2 separate regions of the Zea mays genome follow, and region 2 is linked to region 1. The links are chromatin contacts, called in public Hi-C maps. All regions are on one chromosome and are shown on one strand. The core of a region is the stretch at or near the end of the contact, and the rest is flanking DNA. Distances in the headings are between cores, read along the strand shown.

Evidence for each region. Hi-C and Micro-C count contacts between places; a contact is called where the count stands out from the background.
Region 2: a contact with region 1 is called in a Hi-C map of tassel, with 4 times the contacts expected there. The contact joins the promoter of LOC100191344 here to the promoter of LOC100283444 in region 1. A contact is called at or near these places in 4 of 25 Hi-C or Micro-C datasets (ear, endosperm, leaf and 1 more).

Annotation. Positions count from the first base shown.
Region 1 is chr5:78,017,074-78,020,464 of Zm-B73-REFERENCE-NAM-5.0, reverse strand. LOC100283444 (Aspartate--tRNA ligase 2 cytoplasmic) reads left to right here and starts at 1,553. Exons shown (of 10, transcript NM_001156345.2): 1 at 1,553-2,141; 2 at 2,439-2,549; 3 at 2,686-2,799; 4 at 3,259-3,391. The coding sequence starts at 1,620.
Region 2 is chr5:78,297,977-78,301,367 of Zm-B73-REFERENCE-NAM-5.0, reverse strand. LOC100191344 reads right to left here and starts at 1,756. Exons shown (of 4, transcript NM_001136778.1): 1 at 1,124-1,756. The coding sequence starts at 1,701. LOC100282706 (proteasome subunit alpha type 1) reads right to left here. Exons shown (of 2, transcript NM_001155613.1): 2 at 2,622-3,283. The coding sequence ends at 2,810.

The sequences.
Region 1 (3,391 bases), core at 304-2,803:
ACTTGAAGTTACAGTCCTGCTCCTCAGTGAGAGGAAGAACTGGGGAAATCACCCACCAGATCCTTAACGACATGAGCCAGAATTTAACCCTAGTCTGCCATCTCTTAAAGTTTTGACCATCGGCAAACCGGTCAGGTTTCAGTGCATCCGAAGGTCCAGCCATGTTAATTCTATCAGGTTTCTGGATTGTTGGAAAATTAATAGGGCCTAAGATTATTTTGATAATGCAACATAAAACAAAAACCCAGATCTACTGGCAGATAATATCCATGACATTAGAACAAAACAAATCTGAACTAACTCAACAAGATTAACACATAAAATAAGAATTGACAACAGATCTAACCATAAGACCGTCATTGCAACAAACTGTAATTGCAGATTTACTCACAGTGATTTCCACGAGTTCTGTAGAGGAACCCGAGTGGACGTGCGCGAAGCACTTCCCAGAAACCTGATTCGTCGGCACCCGTGCAGATTGTCAAAACGTCGGTGGTGGTTCGGAGACACCGCTTTCCCTTGATATGCTGCGCGGCAGATGAAGGGACGGTAGGGCAGATAAGCGGCGAAGCAGAGAATTGAGAAGAAGAGGATGAGTCGGTTGCTGTTCGCCTATGTCCTTCGACTGAAGGACGTCTGCCCTTTATAGACGGGCTGCCACAACCCCTTGATTCGATCTACTAAATCCAGGAACCGCCCCCTCGAATATCTCTACGTGCAACCGCTCGGAGATCTCACACGTAATGTGCGTGCCCATTACTCCTAGTTGACGTGACAATCTTTGTGTGATATTTGACAACCAAATAAACAAAGACAAAACTTAAACTACCGTTTAGAACTCGTCACGATGATCGCGCATCGTCATAAGTCACGCGATAAATAACGCGAAACGCGAGCGAGCGCGCGCGTGTGGCAGCCTCCATAACCCTTTATTTGTCTCATGTGAAGAGTAGGGAACACTCCCACATATAAGTTGGTTATCTCCTATCTAGATGGACGATATGAGACTAAAGTCTCGTGCCATCTCTACACACCACATTGGCTTTCTTATTGAATTGGGGCACACACTAGTGGGCCTAATTCCAACAACATTGTCATGTCTTTCGATGTAATCGGATCTGCGTGAGGAGGCTTCCGGAGTTCCAGTCGTGGAAGGCGGCGGTGAGAACCCATCGGCCGGGGGAAAGCTGCCGGCGCCTCACGGGCAAAGGCCACCGGCCGGGGAACGCGAGCGGCGGCGCCCTGTACAGAGGAAACGAGCGAGAGAGAGTTCGTACGCGGGACTGGTTTCCGTTACGGAGGACACGATCACGTGGATTGGGTGATATTAAGTCGTTTTAAATCCATCGTAAGTCAAAATCTATTCCAAACCATCTCAAAACACTACTAAAATAATCGAACAAGCCCTTAAACTTGTTTGGTGTAATATTGATCCCAACTCACATATGTTGAGTTGGATTGGAGTCAATACTACTATCCAAACTAAGCCTAGCTGGGCTTCCATTCCCTGGCCCATCGAGCCCACTTACACGTTAACTTACCCTATTCTTTCTGCTCAACTTGGCCTCACGCACGATAGCCGCCGCCGTCGACCAGAGCACTCCCCCGTCGTCGCCACGATGTCGTCTGAGCCTCCACCCGCCTCCTCTGCCGCCGCCGGAGAGGAACTCGCTGCTGACCTTTCCGCCGCTACCCTCAGCAAGAAGCAGCAGAAGAAGGACGCGAGGAAGGCGGAGAAGGCAGAGCAGCGCCAGCGTCAGCAGCAGCAGCAGCAGCAGCCGGCGGACGCCGAGGACCCGTTCGCGGCCAACTACGGCGAGGTCCCCGTCGAGGAGATCCAGTCAAAGGCCATCTCCGGCCGCTCGTGGTCCCATGTCGGCGACCTCGACGACTCCGCTGCGGGCCGCTCCGTGCTTATCCGCGGAGCCGCGCAGGCCATCCGTCCGGTCAGCAAGAAGATGGCTTTCGTCGTGCTGCGCCAGAGTATGAGCACCGTGCAGTGCGTGCTCGTCGCCAGCGCCGACGCCGGCGTCAGCACGCAGATGGTGCGCTTCGCCACCGCCCTCAGCAAGGAGTCCATCGTCGACGTTGAGGGCGTCGTCTCCCTCCCAAAGGAGCCCCTCAAGGCCACCACACAGCAGGTTCGTCTGGCTTGTCTTCTGGAATTCACTGATGTCTATTGGATGATTAGTGTATTTCCTCATGTCTTTAGGATGGTGTTTTTTTTAAGTAGCTAGGACGATGAATTAGCATGGGATGTCTGTGCTGTTTGGGCATATAGGTTTGTTGCTAGTATAAATTAGGTTTGCTGGTGTAGTCTAATTCGCGCTTCAATCTATTACATGCCTTACCAAACATGCTTTGTTTCGATCCCATGACAAGACATATTCACCTAATGAATGGGTTGTCTCTGTGGTTGCTTTGGCTGTAATCTGCAGGTTGAGATCCAAGTGAGGAAGATCTATTGCATCAATAGGGCTATTCCGACCCTTCCAATTAACCTTGAAGATGCGGCTCGGAGTGAGGCAGATTTTGAGAAGGCTGAATTGGTATGTTCTATGCACATCCTGTGATTTCCATTGCATTTTGTTTCAAGAAACTGCTCTATTCTGTGCTTAGTTTTTTTTGCCTATGATTTTTAGATTCATATTGAAGTTCTTAAACTGACTGTTCCTATGATTGAAGGCTGGAGAAAAGCTTGTTCGCGTTGGCCAAGATACCCGCTTGAACTACAGAGCTATTGATCTACGAACACCCTCGAACCAAGCCATATTCCGGATCCAGTGTCAAGTTGAAAACGTGAGTGTGTCATACTATTTTTATTGTTAATCTGTTATCGTTCATGTATGTGTGGTGCTTTAGCTAGAATTGTTCTTCATTCAGCGACTATAGTGAGTCTGCAAAACCTTCATGCTTCCAGAATAGAAGAATTGTCTTCGGTAAAAGGGTGCTGTGTCTTCAGCTCCAGACTTGAATCTGGCATAAGCTGTTGATGCTGTTTAGGAATAACACTAATCATAGTATGTTATCTAACAAGTTGAATGTGATTCTTTCTGATTCTTCATGCCAGTTTCCACTTATCAACATTCAGCATGAATTATTTACTGTACACGGCCTTTTTTTGTTTTCATTTGCATATCTCTATTTTATGATGGTGGTGTTGAAGCGCCAAGCACATGGAGGTTAAGTTTCTATTTTTTAACACATAATATTCTTCCTACTGATTTGTGATGTATTCTTTTTGCTGAACATGTGCAGAAATTTAGAGATTTTTTGTTGTCGAAGAACTTTGTCGGGATCCACACCCCAAAATTGATTTCTGGATCTAGTGAAGGGGGTGCGGCTGTATTCAAGCTTCTGTACAATGGTCAACCTGCTTGTTTGGCACAAT
Region 2 (3,391 bases), core at 507-3,006, 280 kb before region 1:
AGAATAATAAAAACGATGACAAAAGTCAGTAACAGAGTTGATGTATAACAGATCACCATAAAGAAAATGTGCACAGAGCAACCATGCGCGTGTCAGCAGAGAATCGGCACTGTGGCATCACTATCAGACAATCTAGTCACTGACAGATAACCGTTGTTGCTCTCTCACCATTTTTCATACTGCTATGTTACCACTGGGAGCTGGAACATGTGCCCTGGAGAACCACAAGGAGATTCATTTTACAAAACACCAAACATATGATGGAGATTTTCTCCTAGGCATGTTGGTACATGCACTTTTAATTATCCAGCTAGAATTGGATGTAGTATACTGAACTAAGGGCTAGTTTAAGAATCACATTATCCCAAAGGATATTTGGGATATTTCCATTTTCCTAAGGCCCCGTTTAGATATTTGGAATTGAATTTCATTCTAATAATAATAATTTAGGCATATATCAATTAAGCTAATACAACTTTATAAAAAATATATTTGTATACTATTATTAGCAAGATGTCGGAGATAAAATATATTTATATACTATTATTAGTAAGATGTCAGAGATATTTATGTACTATATTTTTATTAAAAAGGAGTGAGCCGAAGAGCACCCTATAAGTTACAGAATAGAATCATATTCTACTAATATATAAAATCATTTCCTATCCTACATCTATAAATTTGAGATAGACTTATATCTGAACTTGGGAAAATGATGGAATATCAAATTTCAAGCTAAATAGGTTACTTTATAAGGGAAATTATTCATTTTTTTAGAAGATATGAATCAGTTGGAAAAAATGGAGTTACTAAACTAGCCCTAAATGCTCCCATCAACCCCGTGATATGTTGGGCGAGGATATACCTCCTGAATCGTGCAAATTCTATGCATCAATCTCACGTGCCAAACTAAAGTTTCATAACAAGTCTACAACGTGTCACGCGACATGCTAGCACCCCCCATGTCAGTGTGCAACCGACCGTGGAACGCATGTACGTGTCTCGCAAACGTCGTACGAACTAACTATCCGCTTTCGAATGTTCCGATCTATAATTGAATCATCCGCACTATAACTGAAGCTCCTTCAGGAGAATTGAGGGAGGTTGGGTTTCTGTTCCTTACGCGAGCCATCCGGTGTTGCTGAAGGTGTGGAAGAGGAGCGTGCGGCGCCGATCGGCGTCGCACCACGCGGCGACCTGCTCGGAGAGGTCGGCGACCCTGCGCTCGACGCGGCGGCCGAGGTCGAGGCCGACGAGCTCGCGCACGGGCACGACGAACCGCACCGCGCCGACCCCGCGCTCGCGGTAGAGGTCGGCGTAGCGGCGCAGGTGCTTCTGGCGCGCGCCGAGCCAGCCGAGCAGCACGACCAGCGTGGCACCCCCGGCAGCACCGCCGCCAGCGAGCGGCGAGGGGGCGGAGTCGCCCGGGGGCGGGTCCCACTCGATGAAAGGGTCGGAGTCGGGCGGCAGGAGGTTGAATGGCACGGAGCCCGGAGGCGCGGCGCCGGAGGGGACGGATAGAGAGGCGGCGGCGGGGCAGGCGAGGCTGGCCCTGCCGCGAAATGTCGCGGGATGGCGCGGCGGGAAGGAGAGAGAGGCGGACACCGGGGCCCGGACCTGGACGCGCCTGAACGCGACGCGCTGGTGCGCAGCGGCGGCCGTGAAGGCCGCGGCGAGGTGGCGGGCGGGGGCCGCAGCCATGGGCGGATGCCGGAAGCGGACTGGGTGGAGCCAAAGCGGCGGCGGCGAAGTGGCGAGGGCGACGAGGAACTGAAACGAGACGAGGCCCGGCCCCCGGCCCCCGGGGGGCTTTATGACGGTGACGGTAAGGGGTGGGTCACTGACGCGTGAGCCCACTCCACACAGGCGTGAGGTACTGTGGATCCCGCGTGGGAGAACGGTTGGGGGCACACATGGCCGCAGTTAATTCGAGCGTGCACGTGGAGGCGCTGACATGTGGGCCAGGAGGACCACGTTTCGTCCACACGCCAAGCAGAGGAATGGAGGATTTTATTATGTACTGGACATCCATGTCTCTTTTACTTGCGAGTCCAATTGGATGCGTGTTACTATGCCTTCAATTAATTAATTTTCTCATGTGTACTTTATGTTCCCTTTATACAGATAAATAATGTCGAGAAAGAAAAGCCTGTCCAAACCGCAGGAAAACACTCTATCCATACAACAAACCATTTTAGGCTCGCAAATCAGTGGCATTTGTTTCAGAATATCAATGGTGTAGGACATCCACGTTCGGCCGAGTAGCCAAGATTCAGAATGGGCACAACCATCCACAGATGAAATCTAGATCTGCGATTCGTCTTAGACTATACATGCATTCCGTTTCCATCTTTTTTTTTACTCGAGGTCATGATGTTGTAATGAATTTATGGATGGAATGCCATGTGCATGTGCAGTGCAGGATACCAGTAGTAGGAGAGAGAACATCCGGCAATCAATGGCGTCCTAGGCCAGGAAGAACACGGCAACGCTGCCCCAGCAGGCTGCCACCGACGGAAGCTAAACGCTACTAGATGACTCAAGCTATGGTCGATCAAACCAGAGCAAAAGCACTTCAGCGCAATCGTCGACCTGGCCTCCAAAACCAAAACATTATGTTCGCAATCACATGATAAATAGTCGGTCCAAACCCAAGCAACTGCAACTGTTCGTCGGAGAGACCATAGAGAAGTTCTTCGGAAGCAAAGAGTACACAAGAGTCACAACTCACAACAATTTTCTAAAGAAGCAGTCTAGTCTTTTGGGAACTCAGAATGCAGCGTGAGGTTGGTGGGTTCATATGGGGCTTCTAGATGTCCATGGGTGCAGGTGCAGCAGCAGCAGCATCTTCTGGGCCCCTCTCCTCCTCCTGCATGGAGCTGGCCTCCTCCGCGGGCGCCTCCTCGGCGACCTCCATGGAGTCGATAAGTTCCTGTATCCTTGCGGCGCCAATCATCTCGAACGGCTCGATGGTGCCGTCCTCCTTCCTGCCTACGATGGCCACCGTGCAGTTGGAGCTGGACAGCTTCTCACCCTGCAGCGTCTCCTTTATGGCGGAGAGGGCGTCCTTGATGAGCTGCTCCGGGGTGTAGTCATTGTAGCCCTGGAACCTGCGCTCCAAGAAAGTCTTGGCGGCTTGGGAACGAGAACCGATGGCGAATGCCTGGTACTCAAAGTAGTTCCCGCTGGGGCAGTTGTAGTACAGATGAGCCCCTGACTCGTCCAGTCCAGCAACTAGGAGGCCAACACCATAGGGCCTCTTCCATGACCGCTGTGTGCAAACCTACATCGACAATTAAAAAGGGTCAATACTCATCCACCTAAAATGAAAGACCATGCATGGACACAAGAACACATTTGTTCTTAGTTCCCATTAAGATAGCTTTCCACA